Linked DNA regions of Mus musculus: region 2 is linked to region 1. Evidence: chromatin contacts called from public HiCAR-type data. All regions are on one chromosome and are shown on one strand. Each heading gives the region's core, a stretch centred on a gene start, on an enhancer-like site or on the middle of the called end of the contact. The rest is flanking DNA. Distances are from core to core; before and after follow the strand shown.

What was found. HiCAR-type assays count read pairs that join an accessible place to other places.
Region 2: a HiCAR-type map of astrocytes shows a contact between it and region 1, with 4 times the contacts expected there. The contact joins the promoter of Lrrc4c here to the promoter of Mir670hg in region 1. A contact is called at or near these places in 1 of 39 promoter capture datasets (hippocampal neurons) and 1 of 115 datasets of contacts at active chromatin or transcription factors (astrocytes).

The regions. Positions count from the first base shown.
Region 1 is chr2:94,261,727-94,269,606 of GRCm38.p6, reverse strand. It overlaps Mir670hg (a long non-coding RNA gene), which reads left to right and starts at 4,504. Exons shown (of 8, transcript XR_003953878.1): 1 at 4,504-5,085.
Region 2 is chr2:96,314,350-96,322,229 of GRCm38.p6, reverse strand. Lrrc4c (leucine rich repeat containing 4C) reads right to left here and starts at 4,061. Exons shown (of 9, transcript NM_001363047.1): 1 at 3,647-4,061.

The DNA.
Region 1 (7,880 bases), core at 3,255-5,754:
CTGAGTCTGAGGCCAGCCTGGTCTACAGAGTGAGTTCCAGAACAGCCAGGGATATGCAGAGAAACCCTGTCAATAAATAAATAAATAAATAAATAAATAAATAAATAAATAAATAAATAAATAGGTCTGTCAATAAATAAATAAATAAATAAATAAATAAATAAATAAATAGGTCAACTTTCAGGAGTCAGCTCTCTCCTTCCACCAAGTGAGTACTAGGAGTCGAACTCAGGTCATCAGACTTGATGGCAGATGTCTTTCTTTACTCAGTGAGTCATAAATTATTTGGGGGGATAGTGTTTATTCACTATTTTCAGAACAAAGTTGGCTGTGGGTAACTGAAACCCAAAGAAAGCAAAATGTAAATGCCAGGAAATGTTCTTAAACTATCATCCACTCCTGCAATGAGCCACTTTTTAATCCCAGACCCCCACAAAGGTCCACCAGATGGGTTTCTCCACCCGCGTGTCTTTAGCTTGCTAACACGTTTCGAACCCACAGATTCTGATGGGATAGAATGGCTGAGGAAACTCAGAGTGTACTGAGGATTTGAAAGCTAAGCATGGCTTTCAGTTGGGTGTGTGTTTTCATAACATGATATAAATAACGTTGGCCACAGTTCAGAAGCTTTCTAAGATCTCGGTGCCTCATAGATGGTTGTTTGCAGAATGAATGTGTGTGTTCCTCACAGTTAGGAAGGAAGCATGTACTGGGGGGCCCCTGGCTGTCAGTCACCGTGTTACACAGCCTTGCAAGCATCACGTCATACAGGCCTCATCGGAGGTCTAAGATCAGGGTGCTGTTGTTTAATTATTATTCCTTCCCTGTGAACACAAAGCCAGCAAACATCTAAACAGCTGCCGTACTTCTAGATCCCTGCTAACCTACTCTGTCATACAGTACTGTGGCGTGTAGTCACTGAGAAAGCTCTCCTTGGTTCATGCTTGAAAATCAAAGGGCTGGAGAGATGACTCAGCGATTAAGAGCACCGGCTGCTCTTCAAATCCTGGGTTCAAATCCCAGCAACCACTTGGTGGCTCACAACCACTCATAACGAGATCTGACTTCCTCTTCTGGAGTGTCTGAAGACAGATACAGTTTTGTCCTAAGAGTTAGGCTTAAGAATTCCACAGATGGCCAGGCATGGTAGTGCACACCTTTAACCCCACCCTGAGTTCAAGGCCAGTCTGGTCTACACAGTGAATTCCAGGGCAGGCAGAGCTCTCTAGTAAGACCCTGTCTCAAAACCAAACAAACGAAAAGGAAAGAGTTCCATAGCAGAGCTTGAGAATCACTTGTCTAGATTATGCAAGGCACAGGGACACACACCCCCCTCACTTTGGAGCGCCCCCCACCCCATAACTGTAACTTTCAAGAGAGTAACTTGTCAGAAGCTGTAGTTTTAGTAGGGAGGGAAGATGGTTGCAGGCAGACCCTAAGCTTGGCAAAGAGAGAGATGGGGGATGAGTGAATATCTTATCATGTTCTCCTCTTGTCTGTGGCTTTCTCTACCAGAGCTTCCCACTCCTATCAGCTCAGCCAGGGATCAAGAGGGTCTGCTGATGCTTTGCTTAGAAGTCGCCCTTCTGGGGCACAGAACAGGTAGAGACTGTAGCATGGATCTAAGGGGTCAGTACAGAATTCTCAGCTTCCTACCCTCCACACTAACAAAACCTAACAAGGAGTCTCCAGGGATGCCCTAGGATGCCAAGTCTTGACTCCTGCAGGACTTGACAGCTCACCACAGCCCTTTCCTGTATCCAAAGGACAAGATCAGAATGTGCCAAGTGGGGCATTATGCTGTTTTGGGCCACACTGTGAGCCCCTCCCTTGGCTTTGTCTTAGTCACTGGGCTCCCAAGGGAACAACATCAGGCCAGGAAAAGAGCACCCCCACAATCCACCTAGGTATCAGCTGCCTGTCAGCACTCTGGCATCTTGTCGGTGATCTAATCAAGGCTGAGGTCAGTGGGGTTTTTATACAGGCTGGGGATTTGATTGTCTGTATGCCAGAAATGTATTCCTGCCAGGATTTCATATGCCTCAGAATTGAACCCCCTTGAGGACAAAGAAGCAGGGCAAGGGATGAGGGAGGGGATAAAAGAAGAGGGATAGAATGCAGCCTTCCAATAGTGTGTTCCTGCTGTGTGTACTTCCAGATTTTGCAGGCAAATTCGTGGCTGCAGTTGTGGCTAAAACATGAATGAATGTGGTCGTGTGCAGGTGCATGAATGACTGTAGTTTCTATGAATGAATGCATTTGTGATGAAGGGTGTATGGGAACCCTTGCAAGCTGGGGTAGAGGCTTGCAGGTGCCTGGCTTGCTGAAAGCATCCCTGGATAAGTATCCTTACTGAAGTCTGTGAGGTTGTGTTGCGGGTATGTAGGGGGAATACTTGGTTTGCTCATAGCATCTGCCTTTTGTGCTGCTGTTTCTGCTGCTGCTAAAAACAGGATCTATTAGCAACTGTATGGCCCTCCCAGAAGTCCCTGAGAAGGGGAAACAGGCAGCATGTTTGTCATCAGTTGAAGGCTCCTCTGGCCACTAGGAATTGTCCTTAGATAAACTCTAGCCTCACAGTCGCCTGTCTAGTCCCTGATGTCCTTTCTCGGGGCTTAGCAAGGGGCAGGTGGGCAGGTGGGCAGTCGCTAGGTAGGGTTTTCTCTCACCTGTACCCCCTGAACCTACTAGCCTGGCAGGAGAGAATTAGGCAGATTCTGTTCTTGTCTGACCTGCTGAGGTCTGTGCCTGATGCACTTTTCTTCCCAAACCAGCTCTCCAGGAAGGAATAACTTCCTCATTTTGGGATATAGTGATGAGCAAAACTGATTGAGAGGAGATCAATTGAGAATTGTAAATCAGACCTGATGAATACGTTTAAAAATTAAGGGAGGTCCTCTTAATTTTAAGTCATATGATTTAAACATACTTTGGGCTCTCCTCCTCTGCCTAAGGCCTTTGGTCTCTGTGAGCACCCCTGCACACAATGGTCATAATTAGTCTCCTCATTAACAGTCTGGCAGACGCTAGCAACTAAATGGGTCAGGGAAACCAAAATCTTTCATCATCTAGAGGCACAAGCGTAGCCTATTTGAGGGGGGTGGGCTAGGAGGAGGGGCCAAGGTGCAACAACTTTGCAAGAAATGAAGACCACCAGATGAGTATTAAATCCCTCCTCCGAAAATGAAAAGCCACAAACCCCCCCCCAAAAAAATCTGAAGATGATATATCTGTGGTGAAGGTGCTCGGTGGTCCCGTAAAGAAGTCACAGGTACATATGAAACGTCTGGATGCAAAAGAGACCTTCGGAAATTACAACGTTTAGCTATGTAAAGGACACAAGTGTCCTCGGCAGCAAGCACATACTTAATAAATGCAGAATTTTAATGATGCAATTTTGGCATCAGGTTGTGTATTTAAGTTCCCCTCGGATGAAACCTCCTTCTATTTTGAGGCATGAATCCTGTGTCTTTTCTGCCACGCAACCACACGAGGAAGAATAGCCCAGAGTCCTTGTCTATGAATGTACTGTCTCCACAAAGCATGAATGTGCTGGCACTTTGTGTTTGTATGAATGGGGGTTGCATGTGCTGGTCAGAGGCCACGTGAGACACGTGGGGTGGGAATTGTGTCTTTGGGAAAAAAAATGAATTGGAAGAAGGAAACAGCTATGAATGGCAGGAGTCTCTCCCGTGGAGCTCCCTCCCTCACAACGCCCCTCACCATCCTAAGACACACCTGTTTTATTAAAATGAATTCCTGACATTGCAAACAACAATAGACCAATGTATATACTGTGTGCCACTGTTCACAGGGTCCAGACTGGAGGAAAAAAAAAAAAAAAACAGGGCTGCAACACAAAAGATACTGCAGTCAGCTCAGGCAGGGAGCTATTTTTAGACCAGGGGGAAAAAAAGAGAGGGGGTGGGGCGAGAGAGAGGGAAAAAAAAGAAGAAGCACTTCTGGTTTTGCAATCTAATTTGGTCCCCTTTCTTAAGGAAAAAAAAAAAATCCCATCGATAGCAATTTCCATACAATCTGATTCTATTTGGCTCCTAGCAAAGAAGAAGAGATCTAGGGCTGAAAATTCTGGAGTTTTATGGCTGATTCTAGCTAGTAGCCTTTCTTCACCAGGCTCCAGCTGAATTAATTTGATACTATTTTTGAAAGTCAGTGTTTCTAAGGGAGACCTAATGACGCACTGACGTCAATGCAGGTCAATAGCACACGCTGCTGGAACTGGGCGTGCTACACCGAGCCAGGGCTGGAGCCTTTCCAAACAGCCCCAACTCTGCAAATATCCCAGCTTTGCAGGGGACCGGGGGGAGCCAGGGTTTTGTAAACACCGAGACCCCCATCATTTTTCCAGAGTCTCTTCAAAATTGATGCATATTTTCCTGACTCAAAGGAAAGCTAAACAGAAGCAGTCGCACTGCAGTATTTAAAAAAAAAAATCATACCTTTCAAAGGAATCATATGTAATTCGGGCAGCGTGCACACACATTTACACTCAGAAAGCAACGCATATCATTAGGGTGTGTCTATAAATAGACCCCAATGTGTGTGCATTGAGACTTAGTCCCTGGTCGGGGGTTTTCGAACGTGGGTGATGAATTCTGTGTTCTGATCAGTTACTCAGGAGGCGCCCGAATGTGAGGGGGTGGGAGTGTGGGAGGGGGCTGCCTCCTCTCTTCTCTTTCCCTCTGGCTGCTCTCCTCCCCTCTCCTCCCTCCTTCTCTCTCCCCCCTCCCTTCTTCCCTCCCCTCCCTTTTTCAGCATCTCCCCTACCCTTTCTTTCTCTTCTCTCCCTCTCTCCCCTCCCTCTCTCCCCCTCCCGCTCTCTTCTCCCTCTCCCTACAAGTCTGGCACTGAAGGAGAACTGTTTTGCTTTGCTCCGGGAAGAGTGCAGACACGACGTGAAATCCGGAGCTCTTTGCGTGGTGCATTTAAAATGCTTCCTTATTTATATTACCCTCATCCCCTCCCCTCTCCCACCCCCTCACCAGCCCTTCCAAATTTCCCTAGAAATCTGTGTAAAGCGTGGAGGGGAAAACATTTGCATAAAAAGTGAAGGAGCACGCCAAGGTAGGTTATACCATGCAGTGCCTTATGTTTGGCTTTGGCAAAGTTTATGATGTCAGTTGGTGAATGTTCGGAAGAGCAGCTCTTTATGACTGTCCGTGATTACTGTCTGTTTTTTTTTTTTTTTCATTGAACAATATCTGTACAAATTGCCTAGACTTCGTGAGCAGGCTTAGTTAGGGTCTTGTATGTGTGGTTCTTGCAAGAGGCATGGCAATCGGGAGACAGTCCTGTGGTGTTGAACAGGGGGAAAAGATGCTGTGTTGTGGGGTTGGGGGTGGCAGAGGGGAGGGGACTTCTCTAGTGGGCAACTGAACCTTCTAGTTTGCCAGACTTGGGGCTGATTCTCATTCACTAAATGTCTTCATTATTCTTGTAATGATTCTGCACATGAAAAGCTAGTTCCAAAAAGGTTTCATGAAGTCAGAACAAAGTGAGGGGAGCAGAGGGAGCTAAAGAGAGTTGGAGCATGCTGGTGAGGGATGTGGCAATGTTTCCTTAATAGAGAAATTAATCTCTCCTCGCAGAGTCTGGAAAAAAAATGCTGTCTTTAATAGGTGTAAGCAAAAATGATTTTAAAAAAAAGATTAGTAGGTGAAATAGAAAAAAAAAATGTTTCCATTGCAAGAGGGGAAAAAAAAAAAAAAAAACTGCTGCAGCTCACAACCACCTGTAGAGGGAAATCTTTATGCACAATTTCGTAAGGCTGGTTGTGTGGAGGAAAACCGCCTGGAAAGGCGCCTGGCAAACTTTGCTGCAGGAAGAGAGGCAGGCCCCCGCAGGGTGAAGGGCGAAATCGCGGGGGCGGCAGCGAGGGAGGGAAAGGATAGATGCTCACAGGAGCCGTCTGTGAAGCTGCAAAGTTGGCCTCCCTGGCACTGGAGTGGGGGTGGGGAATGGGGTGGGAGTGGAGGAGCGCTGATGTGGGCAAGCTTGAGCTAGGGAAGCGCCAAGGGGGCTCGAAGGTGTATGTCAGGGTGGGGGAGCTTCCGAGGAGGCTTTGTTGGTGTGATGTCAGGTACCTTGTGGAGCTGCGGAGATCTGAGGGGGGGGGGGGGGCGAGCGGGGGAGGTTCCCTCCCGCCGCGGCACAAAGCCAGGTGGTAATCAACAAGTGTCTCTCCCAAGATTAGGTTTGAAAAGGACTTGGAGGGTTTTCTAATTCACCGGAGGTCTATCCACTGTGTGTTGTAGAGGGGGGCATTCATTGTTAGGAAGGAGCTTAGAAAAGTGGAGGGGTGGAGTAGGGGGCTTTAACGTCAGTCATTTGACCTTGGGGAACACAGTTCAAATCCTTCTGAGTGTTGAAAAGGCAGAACAAGGGTCACGACCCTCATCTTTCATCCCGAGCTGGGTATGTACCCAGAGGAAAATCTAGTGCCTGCTTTTGGCCACACCTCATCAATGGGGATTCCGTGTGTCTGAAAGCAGCCTTTTTTTTTTTTTTTTTTTTTTTTTTTTTTTTTTTTTTTTTTTTTAAAATCTAGGGAAGCAGGCAGCACTGTCAGCTCAAGAGCTGTGTTTTCTGTCCCCTGCATACGATCTTCTAGGAATCCTGGATCGCCTGTTCTCTGAATAACAGCCACTTCTGGGAGATGTAACACAAATGTGTAGGGGCCTGGTTGGGGGGGGGGGGGATGCCCAGCTATCTTTAAATATAGATAGGGGCTTACTATTCCCCCCCTTTTTTTTGACAGTTTCTCTAGGTAACTCTGGGAGCCTTGGCATTCTGTAGACAAAGCTGGCCTCAAACTCAGAGATCTGCCTGTTTGCCTATGCCTCTTGAGTGTGGGATTAACTCACCACCCACCACCACCTGACCTGGCCTGAGCTTGCCATTTGGATGTCTGGTTAAACTGCACTTGAAATAAGGAGAAGATAGGTTTGGACTGGGTTAGTGGGAGAGAGAACCAGCTGGATGGCAGGTCAAATGAAGGTGATGGTCTGTGAGATTTTTTTCCCCTCCAAAAATGGGGAGGGAAGTGGCTGCACTGCCCAAGGAACTGATAAGGAAATATCAACAAGATGGGGGATTTAGGGAGGGAAATTGGGAGTTAGAACCAGCAAGCCATTGCCTCACCCTCTGGAACTGAAAAAGCCAGAAGGCAGGGAGAGGGACATAGACTAGGTGAGCGTTTGGCATGGTAAGGTGTGGATGTAAACCGATCCTCAGAAGGCAGAGGCAGGAGAATGGCCACAGGTTTGAGGCCAGCCTGGTCTACATAGATAGTTTGAGGCCAGCCTGGACTGCAGAATGAGTACCTACATTAGAAAAAGGGGGGGAAAGGCAGACAGATGGGCAGACAGACAACAGAGGGAGAGAGAGAGAGAAGAAAGGAAGAAAGAAAGAAAGAAAGAAAGAAAGAAAGAAAGAAAGAAAGAAAGAAAGAAAGAAAGAAAGGACATAGGAAGGAAGGGAGGGAGGAAGGAAGGAAGTGAGCGAGCGAGCTGGGTACAGGCTGTATTCATGTGCAGTGCTGCCTGAGTAGAGAGAGTAGAGGGAGGAAGAGTCCATCCCTCACACTCCCTTGTCAGTGTGGAATAAAACCAGGCCAGTATGTCTGATTGATAGGCAGCCCAGCATCACCAAGGATACTGCTTAGGGAACTGCCCCATCATGTCTTGGCCACTGGAAGAACAGCAATAGTCTTCACAGCCTAGGAGGCATTAAGGTGACTTGAGGTGCACTTGTCAGAGGAAATTGCCCTCTTAGGTTAACAGATGTTTCCCTTAGACATAGAGGAGATAGAATGGTTCAGAGAGAAAGTAATCCAGCCTTGGAATTCAGCTGTGTGGCCT
Region 2 (7,880 bases), core at 2,812-5,311, 2.1 Mb before region 1:
GGCCTCCATACCCTGATTAATCACTTAAAATCTACCAGTGCATAAATGCACATGCACATACATGCACATACACACACACATGCATCAGTCTCAAGTGCAATTATAGATGATGGAGTGGGTTTATTTAGTCTATTGCATACTTCAAAGTTCCTATCTAGTTCACATAACCTTAATCAGCTTTTCTTCTGTAATCACAGAGGTCCCAGAGCAATTGTTTGTAAGTGGTAGGGAACAACATGAAGGACACATAAAGCATCTGTTGCTCTATAATATTTACTTCAAGCCAAGATCCAAGACTTTGCATTTCATTCCATAGACTGATGTTCTGACCCATCACCATTGTTAGGATCAGCCTAAGATATTTCTTTCTAAGTTGTAGCAATGATGCACTAATCAAAACTTCAAGTGCAGGACACTTGGTTTATCTTCACTGCCAGGGCTAGAGAACCAAAAGCCCAAAGAACTTTAAGTCTAGCAAACCTAAAGAATCAAAAGAGAGTTCTTCTTGAACTTACTGGATAATCTTCCTGGCTTCCTTTAAAGAATCTCAGTAGCTAACTTTCCAGCTGTCAGCTTTGTCTTTTTGAAAAGGAAGGAACTATTCATGTGTTAAGTGTCTTGAGTCTTAAAAGCATAGAAACACACTGGAGAGTGTTGGGTCTGGTTGGCTGAGTTGAGCAAAGAGCCAGAGAAAGGCCTGCCCACTGACTGGAACTAAACTGAGGAGGAGATGGAGGTTCCCTTATTCTCCCCTAATAAATTCAAAGGAGCACTTTATGGATTCATTCTATAGAAGTAATCTTGTCTATCTCTTTGAAGGAACATCAGTCTCTTCATTGGCCACTCTGACATCCTATATCCCTATGGAAATGGAAGTTCGCACTCCCTTTTCCTTGCTTTCTTTGCTGCTGAATTCACTAAGGTAGCAAACTAAGACTGTTAAACCTCAAAACACTCTCTACCAAGAAACAAAGTTCAAGACAGTCCACGTTAGGTCCTGGAGTCAAGTGTGAGCATAAGCTGTTTACCACTGCTACACCTCAGCTAAACATAGAGATGTCAAGCTGCAGATGTGCAAACAGCATCTGGAGCCCCTGAGATGCAAAGGATTTGCTTTACATATTGTATGAGCTGGTGTCAGAGCATTCTGGGTTGGCTGGCACCCCACTGCTATTATTAACCTAAAAGAACTGATAAGGAAAGTATTGCTGCTGCCAGAAGATTCACTCATTGCAATTATGAAGACTCAAATACATAAAAGATAAAATACTATCCTTCTGTTTTCAGACAGTGTTGACAGTCTATGTAATTAATTTCCCCATACTACCAGTCTAAGTACATATTCATTCTACATGAAAATATGAATTGGTAGGGGGCAGTTAAAGTCAAGCAATCTCAAAGAAAAGAGGCATAAGTTTGCCAACTTACAAAATGACATTTATGAAGAACCTCTCTTTACTCTAAGTGGTTCTAATATCAAGTAGATGACCTAAAACACTGCCTTCTCTCCTTAGGACTAGTTATCAGAATCTCCAGGTGAGTGGGCAGCTGAAAACAATAAGATTAATCCATATCCACACAGAGTCGAGGAGACCTTTGATGGCCGGCTGTGACTTGCTGGCATCTGCAGCTTCCTTGTCTTTCTCTTCTTATAGTTCATGTTTCTTAATTTTGTATCCATCCCTGACTCTGCGTTTGGTGATTCTTAGCTCATTCTTGTCTCAAGAAAAAAGAAAGAAAGAAAGAAAGAAAGAAAGAAAAAAGTAATGAAAAGAAAAAAAAAGAAATTATATTGATGTCTGCTTATGTTCCAGACACTTAAAGAAAAATGAAAATAAAAAAGTAAAACAAAGGAAATGTTCTTTTGCTGATCATGAAACCAGAGCTGAAGTCTAGGGGAAAAATACATGAGTCAAAAATACCCTGCCAGAAGGGCATATCATGACTTGTGTCTCAAAATTTTTCCCACATTGTGTCCATCAGGTTACTGTGTTGAGTGGCAGTCACGGAGCCAGCTAGGGACGGGAACTTCTCTTAACAGCTGCAGTTCTGTTCCTCCAACATCCCCGTGCAAGGATCGTTAGATAACCTCATATCAACGTTTTGTTTGTTTGCTCTTTTAGTAATTCACCTTTTAGGAAAGACGAAATATCAGTGCTTCTAGTATGAGGTCTGACATCTCCAAACTTGGATACACTGATAAATCTTTGACTAGATCAGTCATGTCTGAATAGATTTTCTATGCTGCAATTAGCATCTTGTAGTTAAATATAGTCCTCAGTAGTCGGAAAGAATTACCTAGGTGTGCCCTCCTCTCCCTAGTTAGCATACTTGTCATCTCTACATTGAACATGATCACAACAGCTCTTAGAGTTGGCGAACAGCCCAAAGAACATCACCACTCCGCTTCAGATACACCACCACTGATGTTCACCAGGAAGATTAACCTTCTAGCCACTTTCACTTGCGGATTTCAGCGTTTTGGAAAAACACTTACAGCTAATTTTCCCTGCTAGGTGCCAATCTAGAGATAAATCTATTCACGAATACAGAGATGCAGATGCTGTCACAGTGAAACAGTATTTTCGTTTCTTGACATCAAAAAATAAATAAACAAACAGAAGAGAAAAGTAAAGTGCTATCTGCATTTCAGTTCTAAGGAGATGGGGGCGGGGGGTTAAAGCTTTGAAGCCCGTGGACCCACCAGGGAACGTAGAGGAGGCTGATTTCGGTAAGATGTGTGACTGAAGTCACATGAATTCTGACGCTGCTTGCTTTTACAGCCAAGACTGCACAGTTATGAGCAATTTGCAGCCGCACTCCCTTCTCTAGGGACTGCATGGGGTGAGAAGATGTTCCAAAATGACAGGCACTTCTAGTCCTTAATAAGGGGGACAGTCGAGTTCAAAGGGGGTTAATGAGATGCAATAGGGAAAAGTCAATCCAAAAGCGAGGCTGAAAACACAAAACAATTCCCACTTTGTTCTCATTTGCTCCTATTAGAAGCTGTGGGAACACAGCCACCACTTCCCAGAGCACACAAAACTGTTCTTAAAAAAAAAAAAAAAAAGAAAGAAAGAGAAAAAGAAAAAAAAGAAAGAAAGAAAGAAAAGAAAAGAAAAGAAAAGAAAAGAAAAGAAAAAAAGAAAGGAAAGGAAAGGAAGAAAGAAAATCTGCAAGGGGTCTACTTTTAAGTTGTCATAAAACTCTGAATTACACCCCCACTGACATCTCATGGCAGTCTCTGAGTAGGTTCAGGTTTGCGTCTGTCTCAGAGCTTCTGAGAGCAGTTAACCTGAATGATCCCCCTCCTTCCCAACCAAACCCCCAGTTTAGGAGATTTATTTCGAAATAGGCTGGGGTTTTAATTTTTATCACGAATTTGCAGATTTCATGTTCTCCGAATTCACCAAGAAAACACCAAGAAGAGGGGTATAAAATAGTAAGAGGGGCCCATACAGATGGAAATACCCTCCTTGGCATGAGAATAACCCCGAATGCCACACACTGGTTCCTCTCTGCATTACAATCTGGAAGTGAGCGCTTATGAACCTCATATGGATTTCTGAAAACAGCCCAGAAAAAAAAAAACAAACAAACGTTGTAAGAAAAGAAGGTACCAGAGCTAAGTAACCTGGTGACTTACCTTCTCAGCGGATCCTCAAAGTTCACCAAGGAAAAATTTAAATCCTCTAGCTTGTCATACAGCACTCTAATTTCCTTCCTCTTCGCGCTCTCTCTGTGTGTGTTTGTCACATAAGAGAAAAATAATCAACTTTCAAAGGTTCCATTTATTTGATCCTTCAGCAACAGCAGAACATGTCCAAGAGACTCCGCCAAAAAGTGAGCCAAAAACTCATCAAAGACGAAAGGAGCCGGGGGAGTAGGGCAAAGAAGGGGCGGTGTGAGGAGGGGGGGCTAGAGATTGTGAGCCCCAGTGCCTGGAGATTTTTATCACGCTGTTGAGATCTCCTCTTGTATGGTATACCTCCTTTGCTTGTCTCACAAATCCCCACACACAGTACGGACACTCACACAATCTCTTTTACGAGGAAGCAGGCACCCACACGCAGGAACACATACAAACACATAAGCACTCACAGAAGCCTGTGTAATGAAAACTGTCAGTAGTAACCTCCAAGAGGTGCTGTGAGCTGCAGATGGTATGGCTTGCGGTTACCTTCCCAGGTCTGTGGAGAATCAAAAGAACATCCAAAATCAGGGGGCTGGGGGATGGAAACTAGATTCCGGATTCGTGTCCCCAAGGCAGATGTATCAAGCCAGGAGTGAGTCAATCAGCAGAGGTGTCTGCTTGCACGGTGCCCCGGATTATGGCAAGGTTATTAATCTTGATGCGCTGCATGCCCCCACCCCCAACACTCAGCAGCCTGCATTGAGATGATTGCCAGAGCCGTGTCTGTCCCTGCTCTACTGCATTTTGCTCAGCGCTCTGATGCTGCAAGTGAGACACAGTGGAGGCAAGAATACTAATAAGGTGGTTAGCTACAGTTTCCTCAAGGCAGTCAGCACGCAGTACAGTAAATGTGGACTTCCCAGCGCTCCGTGTTTGTGTGTGTGTGTGTGTGTGTGTGTGTGTGTGTGTGTGTGTGTGTGTGCCTGTGAGTCTGCAGGGAGGGCAGCGAATCCATCTCCCGCCAGCAGGAGAGATGGCTTGCATTCTGCTGGAGAGGACTATCTCACCAGAATCGTCACTGTCCTGCATCCATTGTCTCTGACAGTATTTTGCTTGGGATGAAGAAGGGGGGTTAATGGTTTAGAAGCCTAAAGCTGGTATTTGAAAAGGGTGGTGAAGAAAAAAAAAAAAAAAAAGCTCAGGGAGACAAATTAGCTTTATAAATAGGCTCCAAGGAGACCAAGGCAGGTTTTTAACATGCTGCTGTCCTAGCTGTTAAATGGAAATACAAAGCAATTTCAAAAACCAGCTTTAGCCTATAAATCTTAGAGCTGGCAACAAGTATCTGAATTTGACTGATGGGACAGTGGATAAATGGATTTGTGGGGATGTAAAAAGTTTGTTCATGTCATCTTCCTATACTGGATCCAATGAGTGCTGAAACCCAACATTCATTCACTTAAAATGTGAATATAAAATCTATCATTGCAGATTCATTTTAATTTATTATTATTGATATTTATTATTATCAAGTAGTAGAAAATACTTGAGTGGCACAGTGACATTTTAAAAAAATGGCTAGCAGTCATCACAATACATTGTATCACTTTTTGTACCAAACAGGGAAGTACATATATGTCCAATATTGCTAAATGAAGAATCCCTTAGCTGCTGGACTCTAATCTTTTTTTTCTTTCAAGGTTGAGGCTCACATTGCAGGTCCTCTTCTTTTAGTCAAGGATACTCACTTAATTCCTTCACTTCAACTAAACTGGTATTTCTGGAAAAGAATTGAACATCTGGAGAAGGTAGTAAGAGTGAAATGTGGAGCTTTGTAGTACTTGGTATGGCCAGCAGATGTCACAAAAAGAGGAGACAGGCGAAGAATGCCATCCAGAACTGCAAATAGTTAATGCAATAGATAGTAGATTTGCAATAATTAATGTTGATTAATTAAACACAGGTATTGATAAGATGGGTGGCACTAATCTTAAATATTGAAATTTTACAGACTGTAAAGGAAAGTACCCAAAGAGCAACCTGACATGTATAGTTTTCTAAGTATTTCCCTCAAGTCACCATTTTAAGTGGTTGATTATGACTAATATTACAGAAAATCCCACACACTAGTAAGACTGGATTCTTGTCTCTGATGACTTTTGTGCTCTATGAAATATAGAACTCAATATTACCTTGCAAATTCAGCCAATATGTGATGAAGACACAAAACAGATCATGGGATGAAAGAAATTAGGCAGTTTAAGATTAATAAGTAAAATGTGTGATATTTCAATTCACAGCAATGATACTGATTATAATCATGGTAAAAAAAAAAGCAGTTTGGAAGGATTATTACTGTCTACTATATTATTAATGTCTATTACCGAGCTATACATCATTAATAAATGCATGATCAAAATATACAAACTATACATTTTAATTACTTCTTTTCCATTTGGATTATTATTATTTTGTAAGGGTTATTCTGTGCTGAGTATTGAACCCAGTATCTTCTGTAAGCTTACAACCTGCCACAAAGCCACAACTTTACTTCCTCTACATACTTTGTGACAACTACTTATTTTTTATCCAAATATCACTTTAGCCTTTATTTAGCTAAATGTGACTAATCAAAATCTACCACCTCACAGCATAAATTGGTCCATATGTCAGCTGAACATGGTGTTGAAAGCTTTGGCTTTAGAATCGACACAAACTTAGATTCACATTCCAGTTGCCTTCCTTTAAGATAATCTCCACTAAGTTATTTGTCTCTGTATCATTTTACTTGGCAATGAGCAAGAAGGTACACTGACATTTTTTTCTTTCATTTGAATGGGGACACATATAACTAAATAAAGTTACATAAAGACAAGAATAAACCAATATTTGTTGTATGCTTGATATATTTACTGACACAGTCTGTGATACATAAGTGTCAAGTATAGTTAATGAAGAAACTAAATATTAATTCTTACTATATTAGTTCTGCCTATGTAGTTTATCAACTGACACCAATCAATCAGCTAATGCTTTTGGTGATGAAAGGTGTGTTTTTAAATTCATTTTTATAAACAGTTGTGGCCGTCTTATTTCTGTGGAGGCTTTGTTGTATGCCATTTGACAGTCCTTAAATGTGCGTTTCTATATTCATGCTTGCATTCATCTGTGTGTTTCTGGACCTGTGTGGTCCAGAAATTTTCACTGTCTTGATTGCCTGACATCTGGACTCAAACAGAGTATGTGTTTAGAAAGATAATTTGATGGCAATGCACTGCTTTCTACTCTGAGACTTGCCGTGACAACAATAGCATCACCAAGCCTCAGAAATACTGGTCCTTAACAAGACAATGAGCAGGAGATCTGTAGTCCACTAGAATGGAAAACCTAATCCCCAGTGAGATGCCAAGTGGAGTTGAAGTGAGGGCGATTAAGGAACAGCAACTTCCCTGCATGAGTCTTTGGTGTTTGCATAAACTGTAGAAAAAGAGAAGTCTCTTTCGTTTTCCTGGGGCTCCTTGCCCTCCCCCACCCCACCCCCACCCCCGCGACAGGGAAAACAACCTAGCTGAAGTTACAGGGAATGGTGTGCTGCCTGATATAGGCGCTAAGAATAGAATTCAGGGTCTATGCAAGAAAAATATGTGTTCTTACCCACTGAGCAATCTCTCCAGCTCCCAACAATGCAGTTTTATTCTTGGAGGCAAAGAGATCAGAAGAAGAAGAATCTGAACAAACAAGTCCTGGCCAGTTTTTCCCAGTTCATTATCATTAATTCAAGCCATCTCTGATTCTGGCTGTTATTTTACATACTTATTCACAGACACACACACACACACACACACACACACACACACACACACACACACACAATTGCAGGTGTTTAGTTTCGGATCTTTATTTCAGGAGGTATCTATTTTTCATGAAAGTTATTCTAATTAGCTTTACATGATTTTCTCTAGATAAATTTTCTTTTATTATAGAGTCCTCAAATGAGAATTTTATGATGGGTGAGAAAAGGTATTTTTTATTCTTCCTTCAGGAGTCTTGGCTTTACTCTCATGAGTGGGATTCAAGAAAGAAACACAATGGAGTTGATTTCTGTTTTCTATATGAGAAAGCAATAAGTAGGGATTCATCTACAAACTGAGATGTGGACCTTAGCCAGGGCCAAACTGTCCAGTGACACCTTGAGTGTGAACTTAGTTATCCTCCAAAACAGAAACAAATCTCTTTATGCTGTTTA